2 separate regions of the Sus scrofa genome follow, and region 2 is linked to region 1. A link is a contact called in public promoter capture Hi-C data. All regions are on one chromosome and are shown on one strand. Each heading gives the region's core, a stretch centred on a gene start, on an enhancer-like site or on the middle of the called end of the contact. The rest is flanking DNA. Distances are from core to core; before and after follow the strand shown.

The links. Promoter capture Hi-C pulls out the DNA fragments that hold promoters and counts their contacts.
Region 2: a contact with region 1 is called in a promoter capture Hi-C map of fetal skeletal muscle, with 4 times the contacts expected there. The contact joins the promoter of RMND1 here to the promoter of FBXO5 in region 1. A contact is called at or near these places in 2 of 5 promoter capture datasets (fetal liver and fetal skeletal muscle) and 3 of 47 Hi-C or Micro-C datasets (heart right ventricle, liver and skeletal muscle).

Annotation. Positions count from the first base shown.
Region 1 is chr1:13,463,584-13,470,435 of Sscrofa11.1, forward strand. It overlaps FBXO5 (F-box only protein 5), which reads left to right and starts at 3,378. Exons shown (of 5, transcript XM_003121138.4): 1 at 3,378-4,102. The coding sequence starts at 4,000.
Region 2 is chr1:14,791,387-14,798,238 of Sscrofa11.1, forward strand. RMND1 (required for meiotic nuclear division protein 1 homolog) reads left to right here and starts at 4,246. Exons shown (of 13, transcript XM_005659141.3): 1 at 4,246-4,396; 2 at 5,573-5,786. It overlaps ARMT1, which reads right to left and starts at 3,937. Exons shown (of 5, transcript NM_001243637.1): 1 at 3,842-3,937; 2 at 936-1,041; 3 at 1-210. The coding sequence starts at 3,888.

The sequences.
Region 1 (6,852 bases), core at 2,128-4,627:
TTCTTTAAAGGCACTACCACTGTCCCTCTCTCAAGTTTAAACAGTAGTCACCTTTCATTTCTTTTCCTCATATGCAGTTTACTGCTAACTCCTGCTCGACACTCTAATGGTCACAGATTTCATCACTTCTCTGGTCCAGAATTACTTCTTTCCTTCATCCTCATTCAGGTCACACACACATAACCGCCAGGTTCATCTTCCTAAAACGCAAGGCTCTGATCTTGTCTCGCTTCTGCTCAACAACTTAATAGGTTCCCACTCTCTCCCAAATAAAACTCCAACGCTGAAGTGTGCATGCAACACACTCCTATCCAGCATCATTTCATATCAGCCTACTTTACACACCACCCCCCTTATATCACATCAAATGAATTTTTCCTGATAAATGCTCCCACGCTTGAGTTCACCCCCATTTTGTTCCTTATGCCAGGTAAGGTCTCCCTCCTCCCTGTTCCCTTAAAAGACATCCCCAAGAGCAGTGGTTCATTCAGAGGCAAACATGCTCCCCAAGGGACATTTGGCTGTATTTGGAGACACTTATCACAACTTGGAGGGGGAATTAGAGCCTAAGGTTGCTGCTAAACACAGTGCAGTGCACAGAATAGCCCCATAACAAAGAATTATCTGGCCCAAAATGTCAATAGTGCCAAGGTGGAGAAACTCTGTCCTGTATCTTGGCATACAGAAGTAACTCCTCTGTTCTATCTAAATTACCACTGTAACTAGATGTATTTGACTCCAGTGTTCCATTATATCTATGTTTTGTACATCTTATCACCTCCCCCCTGTACTCATGATGTTTTTATTCAGAGGTTTTTCTTACTGAGCATCTGCTATGTCCATCATGGGGCAGGCCCAGAGAGTAGGGGCAGGTACCACATCCCAGTTATTTCCAGACACTCCACAATGTCTTGCACGCTACAGGCCTGCAATAAGGATTTGCTGAAAGAATAAGGGCAATTCTCTCTGCACTTATTTAGCACCTAAAAATTCAACAATTCTGTTACCGATCGCAGAAAGAGGCATTCGCATCTGCTGACTTCTAGCAAAACAGGGAATGGCCCTTTCTCAATTTCTCACTAAAAATGAAACTAACATGTGCTCCTGAACCTAGTCAACAAGTTAATTATCAGTTAAGAATAATATTTCAACATAATCCAAGCTCTAGCAATTAAAATAAATATTAAGTAACTTAAAAAACCTAAAGAAGGAGTTCCCGTTGTGGCGCAGGGGAAACGAATCCGACTAGGAACCATGAGGCTTCAGGTTTGATCCCTGGCCTCACTCAGTGGGTTAAGGATCCTGCATTGCCATGAGCTGTGGTGTAGGTCAAAGACTCGGCTTGGATCTTGCATTGCTGTGGCTGTGGTGCAGGTCAGCAGCAACAGCTCCGATTAGACCCCTAGCCTGGGACCCTCCACATGTCGTGGGTGTGGCTCTCAAAAAGAGCAACCCCCTCCCACAAAAAACCTAAAGAAAAAGACTAACTATTCCAACATAGAATAAAACATGCTTCGCTCTTTATATTACCTTATACTACAATAGTAATTTTAGTTTTTCCAATATCTTAGCCCTTTTCTGAAAATAAATTTAAAATATAACTGCTGATGAACACCTTTTAAGCTGTGGTCAAGATTCAAAGGTTATCGTATAGGTGCTCAACTAACTTAAAAAGAACCTCCCCAACCCTCCAATTTCATATATTTTTCTACATCTAAAAATAAAAGAGGTGAATAAAGATGAGCTCTAAAGTCAAATGGGGAAGTTATAAAAACTATAAACAAGTGGGCTTCCCACAATTATTACTTCTCAGTATAACATAAAGGAAACTACATGGATTTATCCCAAAGATTGGAGTTGGAATTTTTGCTTACTATCTGTGTGCTTCTGTGGGAATGCATTTAAACTTTTAAGCACCATCAAAAAATGCAAATGCTAAGTTTATTATGAGAATTAAAGGCTAACATTTACAAAGTGCCTAGTAGATAGAAAAGCAACCATAGTTTTAATATTCATTCAACAAATCACTCCCTAGCTAAAATCCCTCCAACAGTTACGGACTGCTAGAAAAGAAACTAAACTCTACATGTAAACCAACTTAAGTCCTGCAGGATCTGGCCTCTACCTCTGTGACCTCAGCTCCTACAGTCTTTCGATCCATAGGCTCTAGACTTCCTTCCAGCCTTGGAACAAGCCAAGGACATTCGTGTCTCTGCATTACCAGCTCAACATTCTGATCTTAGCCCAAAGCCTCAGAAACCTTTCTGACCACCCACCCAAAGTCCTTAACCAAGCCCCTTATACCTATTCTCTACCCTTTTAAATTGTTTTATATGCCTCTTTAATTTAATGAAATGAATTAATTGCCAATTTCTTTCCCATTAGAATGTAAACCCCCCAAAAGTCAAGACTTTGTCCTTTCAATTCTGTAAGTCCAAACCTAGCACGAGGACCAGGCTCCAGTGAGAGACAAATGACTCAGGTGCAAAATTTAAAGGGATGCCAAAAATTTAAACCATCAAGAAAAATACTAATTTAATGAAACAATCTAAAAAATAAAAAAAAAAGCTTCACATAAAGACAGGATCCACTCAGCACTGGCATGATTCATCTGGTTCCCAGACCTGCTTCACATACCACAAGCCAAGTATTAACTCTCCCTAAGGCTGAAGAAAAGCGAAAGAGGGAAAACTGCAAAAGACGGGAATTCGGACTTACATCCTGTGACTTCACTGCGTTGTGACCCAAAGGTAGGTCGAGATTGCACTGCCATCACTTAAGCGCACAATGAAAGTATAGCATGACAAAAATATGATACAACTTGTCATCGAAGACTTAATAATTAATACTTTCATCCTTCACCCCATCACTAGACAATCATGGCCAGGAGTTTGTGGCCCCTGGGTGTGGGAATTAGAACTCCCAAGGCAGGATGACTGATGGATTGATTGACTCCTTCATTCTGGCGCTCGGCCCTTGAGGAAAAGCAATGAAACCCAAGAGAGTACTGGAGATATAAATTTAATAAGCTTAACGTCCGTAACAAAATAATGGTAGCTGGGGAACTGTGGCTGGAAACAAATAAATACGCTTACATGAAAAAAGTAACTCTGTCCTAGCCTCACGCCCACCGGAAGGCTCCAGGGAGACCCAGGTTCAGATCTCCCGCCAACAGGCGGGTGAGACAGCCCACCGCACCTGGAGGTACGCGGCCCCACACCTTGGGTTCCCCAGGAGAGAACCGCGGGGTACCCCAGCGCGCAAGCGCCGACCCGCCAACTCCACAGCCGCCGCCCGCCAAAAGCGCCTGCGCAAAAGCACCGAGCAGGGGGAGGGGCGAAACTAGGAGGGAGAGAGGAGCGCGCCTAAATCCTAGAGAGGCGGGCTAAGTAGGGCTGGGGGGAGGGCTCGTCTTCCGGAAAGTCTGCATTCCCGGACGACCGGAGTCGCCGCTCACCAAACGCCTGCTCGTGAGATGACCAGAGGAAGTCGGCTATCCTTTGTACCCATCGTAGATCCTCAGACAGAAGCCGCAGCTGCCTTCAGGATGAAATTCGGACCCACAGGAGGCCGGTGCACCAGACTGCAGAGGGGAGGTTGGCGGGAGCGCGCATGCGTGGTAGGCTACCTCCACGTGCAGGCCGCGGGAGGCCTACCCCGCGCTCCGAGGCCCCGCCCCGGCCCCGCCCCCAGCCGCAGCATCTTTCCGGACGCTCGGGGCCGGCTGGAAGGAAGGAGGTTGGGCCTCGCGACCCGGCCCCGCCTCGGCTCCCTCCAATTGGGCGTGGGTGAAGGGATCCCCTCCCACCCTCCTCCCATTGGAGCGCGCGTGTGAGCGGCGCTCCCCATTGGGCCCTGCGGATTTGGGCACCAAATTCAAAGATTTTAAAAGTACCAGCTGGCGCCTTTTAGAAGCTAGAGCCCTGTGAAGCGGACCGCCTACTCCTCCGCAGTGGTAGCAGCTCCTTCTCACCTGAGGCAGGTCCCACTTGCACTGGCATGAGCCGGCGCCCCTGCAGCTGTTCCCCACGGCCGCCCTCCGGTTCCTGCCGCTGCAGCTACAGCGCCCTGACAGCTGCCGGGCGCCCTCGCCCCTCGGACGGTGGGTGAGAGGAGAGGGCGCGAACGGGGCTTGGTTTTAAGGAGGGGTGCCCGGTGGTGGGGAGACTAGGGAACCACGCGACCCGGACCTGACTCCCTCCCGAGTCCGGCCATGCAGCCCCTCGCCGGGCTCCGGACAGGTGGCGACGGTGGGTCCCGGGACGAGGAAGAAGGCTAAGGTCCCGGGCGGGGAAGCAGATGTGCCGAGGCGGGATGGAGGAGGCCTGGGGCCCGCGGTGCACGCCGACCTTGGGCGCCAAGTCCCGGGGAGGTGCGGGTGGGGGCCTCCCTGGCTGCCCTTTCTCCCTGGGCAGGGCCACCTACCTCCACCCCGCGGTCCTGGGCGCCAAATGCGCCCCCTCTCCCCTCCCCCACCCCACCGCGGGGCTAAGGCTCTGACAGGGCCCGCGAGCCGGCGGCCCCCAGGGTCAGGCCTGGCGCCCGACCCCCGCTTGCTGCGCCCCTTTCCCGCGTCTGCCCCGCACCCCCAGGTCCGAAGGCGGTTCCCCCGGGTTTTCGCCACCTCAGTCTTCCTGGCGGGCGCGGGAGATCGTGCTCGCTGTTACCTCCCGCCTCCTCCGCAGGGCCCGCGCCCTGAGGGCCACCCCTCCAACCCCTCAGGATTTCCAGGGTCTCCCCCAACCTACTCCCGCCAAATGGAGGGACCCCCCTCATCGGGCCAGGCTCCGTTGGGACCTCCAAACAAAAACGTTCAATTTCTCCTTTTTCCGTTTTACCCGATGACTCAGTCTCAAGGCCTGGAGTCAAAAAGAGAGGAAAAAAATGCATTTTTTTAATACAAAAACGTGAGTTTGTCCAAATTTAGGCGATTTTGAAGAATTTGGGAAGATCTGAGAGTTGAAGGATTAGTTATTCTTTTCCTGTGCTCCTGAACTGCTAATCTTTTATCTCAACTCTTGGAAAGGAAGGCACTCAAATAAACTTAGTTTTATCCTCTTTGTTGCTATCTCTGAAAGAGATCCAAATGCATTCATTTTACCTCAGAAATTACCAAAGAATTTTAGAAATTAGCCACTTGATATTGGGTATTTAGTAATCACTGAAAGATGCCCCTTTCTTCAGAAAAAGGATCTGGAAGCCTCAAGAAAGAAAAATAATTTTTAACAGATTAAGTCTATTTCTAGAAGTCTGTTCATAAGTCTGTAAAATTCTGAAGCCTGGTGGCATTCAGAAGGGATTTTTTTGATTGTTTAATTCTAGTTCTCTACTACCTTTCCTCTCAAGAGAATGTTGCTGTCCCATGGATTTTTCCCCCCCTGTTTACAAATTTGAAGAAATGGAAAAAAATATTTAATGCATTCAAATACTTCTGAAAGTAGACTTTTCTAAAATTTTCTCTTAGGAATTATGGCTGATTTGCAGTTTATGGCGGCCAAGCCTTAGGGCTCTCTTACATTCTTAAGGAATAGCCATACCTAACTTTGGGCACATGCTGGTTATCTTACAGTTATTGGAGATTGTAGAACTTAATTATTTAGCAATGAATAGCTCTAAAGATAAATTATAAAAGGTCAAACTTTGTGCAGTTAACTATAATACTACATTTTCATAATGGACTGTGAGTTGGTTTAAAAAAATGCAGTTTGAACCTTTACCATGAGGTAGATATTAATGTCTCCATTTTAGAGAAAATGGAAGAGGCTAATTGAATGTTCTAGCCAGAAGACTGCGCAAGATTTTCATTTGACGTTGGGTATGATTCCTAGGAAAAGTATAGAATGTAGAATGTAGTTTGCTGCTTTTAAAATGTTCATGATTTGCAATATAGAGAATATGAAGGTGTTTGACTTGGAAATAATATGGTGAAATGTATTTATTAAACTATTTGTGATAAGGACTCTGCCTTGTGTTTAGTCCAGTTTTATTTTCTTAAATGAGGAAACAGGCTTTAAGAATTAACTTGCCCAGTTTTGTTCTGTTTTTTTTTTTAACCTTGTGTGCTCAATACCCCAGGGTGGTTTTTACTCCCAATTTCCTCCAGCATCCATATCGAATAGAGTATATCACCAAGCTCTGTTGACTTTACCCTTCTAAAAAGATCTCAGATCTATCCAATTATCTTCATTTCCATCGCAGTCATCCTAGTCTCAGGTATCCAACACTTAGGACTCTTGTGATAAGTACTTCTTTATTCTATTTTTTATAGTTGCACCCACAGCATATGAAAGTTCCCAGCCCAAGGACTGAATCTGAGCCATAGCTATGGCAGCTCGGGATCCTTAACTCACTGCACTGGGCCAAGGATCAAACCCACACCTCTGCAGTGACCTGAGCCACTGCAGTTGAATTCTTAAGCCACTGCACCACAGCAGGAACTCCCAGTAGGTACTTCTAACTAGCCTCCCTGCTTCCACTTCTACCTTCCTACAATCAGTTCACCACAGCTGCCAATCATTTTTTAGTGTAAACCAAATATCTACTTACAGCCCTTCAAAGGCTCTTTATTATACAGTAAATAAAATCCAGTCTATCCTAGAAATCCTATATAGCATTCTGTACCTCTCTAACCTTAATTTTCAATCAGTTCTTCCCTTAGCACACTAAGTTGCAGCCCTGCAGGCCTTCGGATTCTTTGGAAGCTCAACAATTGTCCTTGCTTCTAGTGTCCACCTTTCTGGATTTTCACAAGGCTTTCAGGAGGTCTCAGAATGTGGGAGTTCCTGTTGTGGCTCATCAGTAACGAATCCAACTAGTGTCCAGGAGGATGCCAGTTGGATCCCTGGCCTTGCT
Region 2 (6,852 bases), core at 2,996-5,495, 1.3 Mb after region 1:
GTAGCATTCCACAAACAACCACGGGGAAAGAAACCACCTTGGTTTCCCATCACTTTCATTTAAAAGGCTCTGTTGATATTCTAAGTACTGATTCCATGTGTCAGTATCAACGAACTTTTCAACTAAAGGAACTATTGGTTTATCTGTTTGCAATTCATTCCGTAATTTAGACAGAAGAGAAATTGCTTTCTTTTCAGCTTCCATGCCTTTCTGCAGAAATATGGGAAAACATTTATATATGAATAATCTATATGTAACTGTTTTATATATAAATGATATATGTACACACATATATACACATAATTTCTCTAGGGTGACCCATTTTTATATATCTAAACTTAAGGAAAAGAATACATTTAAAAACTACATTCTAGTCTTTCACAAACTATTATGAGCACCTAAATTTCTTTCTTTTTTTTGTCCTTTGTCTTTTTGGGCCGCACCTGCAGCATGTGGAGGTTCCCAGGCTAGGGGTTGAATCGGAGCTACAGCTACTGGCCTATACCACAGCCACAACAACGCTTGATCAGAGCTGCGTCTGCTACCTACACCACAGCTCTTAGCAACGCCAGATGCTTAACCCATTGAGCCAGGCAAGGAATCGAACCCGAAACCTCATGGTTCCTGGTACGGATTTGTTTCTGGTGCAGCACAATGGAACTCCTAAGCATTTAAATTTAGAATTTTAGAATTTTGAAGCTGAAAAATCAAAGAACACACACACACACACACACACACAGACCCATCTCATATCAGATTATCTTGCCTTATCTCTTCTGCCTTTGTTTTTTTAAACTTTCACCTTAGGTACTAGAGTTTTTTCTCTATCTCCAGGTGGGCTAACCATTACCACAGAAGGAAAACTGTTTTCTGTGTTTCAGTTAGAGTTAAAAAAAAAAAAAAACCCAAAAAAAAAGTTAAAACACAATTCTTACCTCTCCATGTTTCTCGAAAAATTCACTTTTGTGTCGATGCAGTGTATCAATAGCCTTGGTTAAGATCTGTGGTATTCTATCTTTAATTGTAATATAGGCAAATGATCTAGAGAAGAGGATCATATACACAGTATATTACTCAGCAGCATTAATACTAGAAGATTGGTCACCGGAACACCTGATTTAAATTCAAACTCCTTTTCATACAACTGTGCAAGGTAAACCAGCACTGCTTGACTCTCATAGCAAAAAGTAGGAAAATCTGAAAGCCTTTCTGGTGTATCATAAAACTCTTTGTGCCTCAAATCCCAGACTCTCAGAATCTGTTTAATCGTTCTTCTCTCATTGTATTCCTTTTATTTTCCTTAATCAGAAACTAGTTTAACAATGTGATAAGACAGAAAAAGAAGAGATCTCCCTGTGGTGCAGTGGAAATGAATCCAACTAGTATGAAAACGCGGGTTCAATCCCTGGGCTTGCTCCGTGGGTTAAGCATCCAGCACAGCAGTAAGCAATGTTCTAAGTGGATCTCATAAACTGGCAGCTATAGCTCCTATTTGACCCCTAGCCCGGGAACTTCCATATGTCACAGGAGTGGCCCTAAAAAGCAAAAAAAAAAACCACACAAAACCAGAGAGAGAGAGAGAGAGACAGAAAAAGAATTATCCAGACTTTTCTCCCAGGTCTATTACTTACTAAGTGACTTCTTAGAAAGATGAGGCAATGGATGTAAGACTGCCTGAAAGACTCTACTGTGCTAGAAAAACATAAAGAATGAAAGACATTTATGAGCCTGCTTCTCTCTTGTGTTATATTCTTAGTCAAATTTAATTCTTTCCAAAGGTTTTCTTGCTGTCTTCTCTATCTGCCCAATAACTCCTTCCATCCTCTTCTACCCTAAATAAAATTAAGGCATATTATCATCTTCCTCTCCCAACTGGAAAATTTGATTTTCTTTTCTTTTTTGTCTTTCTAGGGCCACACCTGCAGCCCTATGGAAGTTCCCAGGCTAGGGCTCGAATTGGAGCTATAGCTGCCAGCCTACACCACAGCCACGCCAGATCCGAGCTGTGTCTACGACCTACACCATAGCTCATGGTAACGCCAGATCCTTAACCCACTGAGTGAGGCCAGGGATGGAACCTGAGTCCTCACGGATGCTGGTCAGATTCGTTGTCACTGAGCCAGGATGGAATTCCAATTAGAGATTTTTGTAGAAGTGTCAAAGAATGAAGAAAGCTGGAGATGACTTGGGTATACTTGAATTAAAAACTAAAGATATTCCTGATTTTAAACATACAAAAATCAAGATGTACAGATTATCACACTTGAAATTAATACAACACTGACAACTTCACTTCAATTTAAAAAACTATACGATGTCAGCCCCCCAAAAAGATTTAACGATTATCACTTTATCATAATTAGTTTAAGGAAATACATGAATGAGTTAGAAAAAAGACTTCAGTAAGTGATGAAATTCTGTGCAGTTTTTAAATCAAAAGCACAAAACTTAGCTGATCAGGTCATTTATATCTTCAGATCACCAGAGGCAAAGTAAAAACAAAGTAAGTTGAAATACTGCTGCCCAAATCTCCTACTTTAATGCGGGATCTTCTTAAAAACTCAAATACCTTATTGCAAATTTTAAAAAATAGGATTATACCTTGAGTATTTCTTTAAAAGACTTCCTCAAATGTTAAATATAAAACAAAGAAAATTGCAAAAATGCTTCCTGATTCTGTGGTGTTTTACAGCGAGTAGATTTTAATATGCAGAGTTAACTGCTCTGATCAGAATTTAACTTTTAAGAATTACTACTAATTCCTTGGAAGAAGAGAAAGAATACTAAATCAATGACACTTGAATTTCCCAAGGCAGCAGATAGAAAAAGAAGTGCTAGTCCTCTGAGGTTTACTTATTTGGAAAGTATTACTATTTTTCCACCTACTAAATGTCTCCAGAGGCTTGCATCTCTAAGGCTAAGGTCTCAGGTCAGCACTAGAGTGAAGGCAGAGCGCCCGGGCTCAGTATTTAGACACACACAACCCCTATATTTGCACGACCCTGAAGCTGAGCACATGCTTAAATCATGGGACACTGGTGCCTCTCTCACCTCCCTCTACTGCCGGTACAATTTCTTCTAAGTGTTCTTGGGTTTTGCAATACTTTGCCGTAAGGACATATCTCAAATATAAATTAGGCCTTTCAATTTATACAGATAGATATATTTTTAATGGAATCTATAACATGAAGCCTAAAAGGCAAGAAGGTACAGTAATTTTTTAGTGGGATTATGAATTAATCTGATCAGCGATCTGAGGACCCCCCCCAGCTTTTGTAGAGAACTTTAACCCCCTGCAAAGTAGGTTCATTAACTAAATAAAATATAATTAAAACCAGCCGCTGCAACATTCTAAAAGCGGGCATACACTCTCAAGACAATCATGCGGGAGTTAAAAAAACAAAAAACAAAAAAAACCACAGTTCGAACCGCTTTAAAAACATAACTGTTTGATACAAATTAATATAAGGCTAAAAACCCGCGAACCATCACTGCAGAGACGCCGGGGTAAACGGAGATCTTCAGTCAGGGTTCGCAGTCCGTGCCGGTGCAGGCAGGGAAGAAATCACGAATCACTGCAAGGAAGAAGTTACAAAGCCTATCCGAGCCTGGAGCCCAGCGAGCGGCCGCCCTGCCCTCGCCTCCACGCGAGTCCTTAGAAACCCAGCCGCCGCCGCCGCAAAGCAGGACCTACGGTGCGATGGAACTCGCGGGCGGCGGGGAGCAGGCGCCTACCGCACAGCGCCGCTTCCCCGCTGGGGCCCGACGGCTCCCGATGGGGCCCAGCTTTCCGCAAAAGCGGGGAGGAGGAAGAGGAGTGAGCGAGGAAAGCGACACGAACCCTACGTCCTGTCCCGAGAGAGACTTCGGAGGCCCCGCCATCACCATCCGCGTTCCCCGCGCCAACTCTCGGGTTTCACCAGACGCAGGAAAGCAGGAGGTGCCGGCGCGAGGGAGGAGCTGAGGTGAGGAGGGAGGCGGGTTAAAAAATGCTTTTGAATGAAAAAACTTTATTTGGTGCCCATAGCAGAGACAAACAATGGCCAGCTTGAGGACGCGGAGATCTTCCGGGGGCGAAGGCGGGGACAGCTGAGGGCGACGTGAGAAGCGGAATAAGGAAGCGGGCGGAAGGCGGAAGCAAGCAGGGACCGGGAGGTCTCAGGGACTCGGGAGCGGAAAAGGTCACGGTGGCACGGGGTCACGTGGTCCTGTGGTCACGTGGAGCCAGCGCCTTACGCTCGGCGGCGTCTGGAGTTCTGTGCGCCTGCGCACTGCCTGGCGCTGGGAGGGGCGGGAGGTCCGGGTTGATACTGGCTGTTGCCTCGCGACACTTGGCTGCGGCGGGGTCGCGGAAATTTGCACCCTTGGCGGGTCCCTCTTCTTTTCCGGCGGAGAGGTTAGTGCCACTGCCTTGTTCTGGGAGCTTGCACGGTCCCGGCATAACGCTCCCCGCCTTTGCTTCCCGCAGACCTGAACCTCTAGCGTCACAGGTTTCACCGGTACGTTGATGGCCCTTGCCTATTACAGTGATCTTTGGTCGACTTGGCTGGGAGTAAAAAAAGCACTCCATCAATGCACACATACTGAACCCTTTTTTGAACCAATGCAAGCGGTAACTGCAAAGATAAAATACTTTTGAACGGCGTAAAGCATTGGAAGACATGCTCGCAAAGATTAGCGCCATTTATCCATTGAATCGTAGCCTGGCTGATACAGTGTTCTTAGTTGGTATGTTGTTCTTAAAAAGTAGACAGTGTGTCCAAGAACAGAATAGCTGCCTTGTATCTCATTCAGAAAATATGAATTGAATTACCTCCTGTGTGCTGGGCACTGTGGTCACAGAAGACGCAGCATGAACAATAGACAAATCTTTATCCTCAAGAAACTTCTGTGCTACAGGAGAGAGACAAAGATCTCCTTCCCTCTTCTGTTTTTTTCCCCTTTAGCATTGTCACTCTCATGTACATTTTATTTACCACGTCTGTTATCTCTCTTCCCCCCACTGTGATGTAAGCCTCAAAAGATATGGATTTTTATCTATTTTATTTTCATCTGTATTAGCAGGGAGGACAATGTCTGGCACAGGGTAGGAACTCGGTTCATAATTTGTTTAATAAATTTAAAACACAAAGTATTGGAGTTTCCTGGTGGCCTAGAGGTTAAGGATCTGATGTTGGGTTAGATCCCTGGCCTGGGAACTTTCATATGCCACAGGCAAAGCCAAAAACAAAACAAAGTGTTTGCAAGTAATGTTAAGTGCAATGGAGAAATAAAAAGTGGAGCAGGCCAGAATGTGCGTTCTCATGTGCATTTTAAATGAAGTGGTTGGGGAAGGAGGACTTTACTGGGTAGGAGACGTGGGAGCAAAGGTCTGAAGGAGATAAGGGAATGAGGCTTAGAGATATGTGGGCGAAGAGTGGAAGGCAAAGTAAGTGTAAAGATGCAGAGGCCAGAGTGACTGGAGCAAAATAAAGGAGGGAAGAAAGCTGTAGGAGATGTTAGGGTTATGATAAAGGACCAGAGGATGGAGGGCCATACAGTCCATTTTAAGGTCTTTGGCTTTTATTTCAAGGGAAATATGAGGCTGGCATCACATTTTATGAAGATGGAAGATGTGATTTGACTGACGTTTGGTTGCTGTGTCGAGAAGAGTCTGAAGAACAGAGCTGAGAAAAAAGTTCAGAAGCTGTGACAATGATTCTTGGGAAAGACAGCGGCTTGGACCAGGGTAGTGGCAGTGCTGGTGCTGAGGTCACACAAAGCCAGGAGGATTTGCTGACACACGGGTATGGAGAGTGAAGAGAAGCATGAGGGGGATTGCAGGTTTGGGGCTTTAGCAAAGATAAAGCTGTGATTGGGATTTCCTGAGTCAGAGAGACTCTGGCAAGAATAGGGTGTGCAGGAAGTTTTCAAAAGCTCAGTTTTGAGCATGTTGCACATTGTCATGCTTATCCGAGTGGTTTAGGGACAACTATTTGCTCTTCATCAACGCGTGATAGTATATAAAACTATGAGATTGGGTAAGAGCACCAGGAGCTGAGAATAGAAAAGTGACCCAAATACTGAGCCTTGGTGCATTACATTCTTGGGATGGGAAACCAGCTAAAGAGACAGAAGGTCCAACCAGTGAGGTAGGATGGAAATGGCCAGTGTGGTACCCTAGAAGCACATGGGGGTGGTTGGGGGGAGTGATCAGCTGCATCAGATGCTGCTGGTAAGTCAGGTAAAATGAAGACTGAGAAGTAACCATTGGACTTAGAAATATGGAGGTCACTGCTGGCCTTGACAGGTGGGATGAAAGCCTGATTTGAGTGAGTTAAAAAGAAAAGAGAGATGGAGACAGAGAGTAAAACGCCTCTAAAAGGAAAGACGCTTAAAGAAAAGGTATATATGGAAGGGGAAGATGGGGTCAGGGAGAATTGTTGGGATAAGATGGAGGAAGTTGGAACCTAGTTTTCTGCTAATAGAAATGTGCCAGTAAGAAGAGAAAAATAAATAGCATGGGAGGGAGAGGGGAGAAGGGCTTAACCAGGCCTTCGGTGGTCAGAGGACCTGGCTGTACCTGGGACCACAGGCACCTCATCTGTAGCAGTAGAAGGGAAGACAAAGTATGTGGGCACAAAAGCAATAGTGGGCAGGTGGATAATGGCAAGAGCTGGTAGACGTTCGTTCACCTCTAATTGTTTTGTCAAGAAAGGAGGAAGCAGGATCTCTGTCGAGAGGAGTTCCCTGCTTAGCGGATCAAGAACCCAACTGGTATCCATGAGGATGTGGGTTCGATCCCTGGTCTCTTTCAGTGGGTTGAGGATCCAGTGCTGCCATGAGCTGTGGTGTAGGTTGCACCCCCGGCTC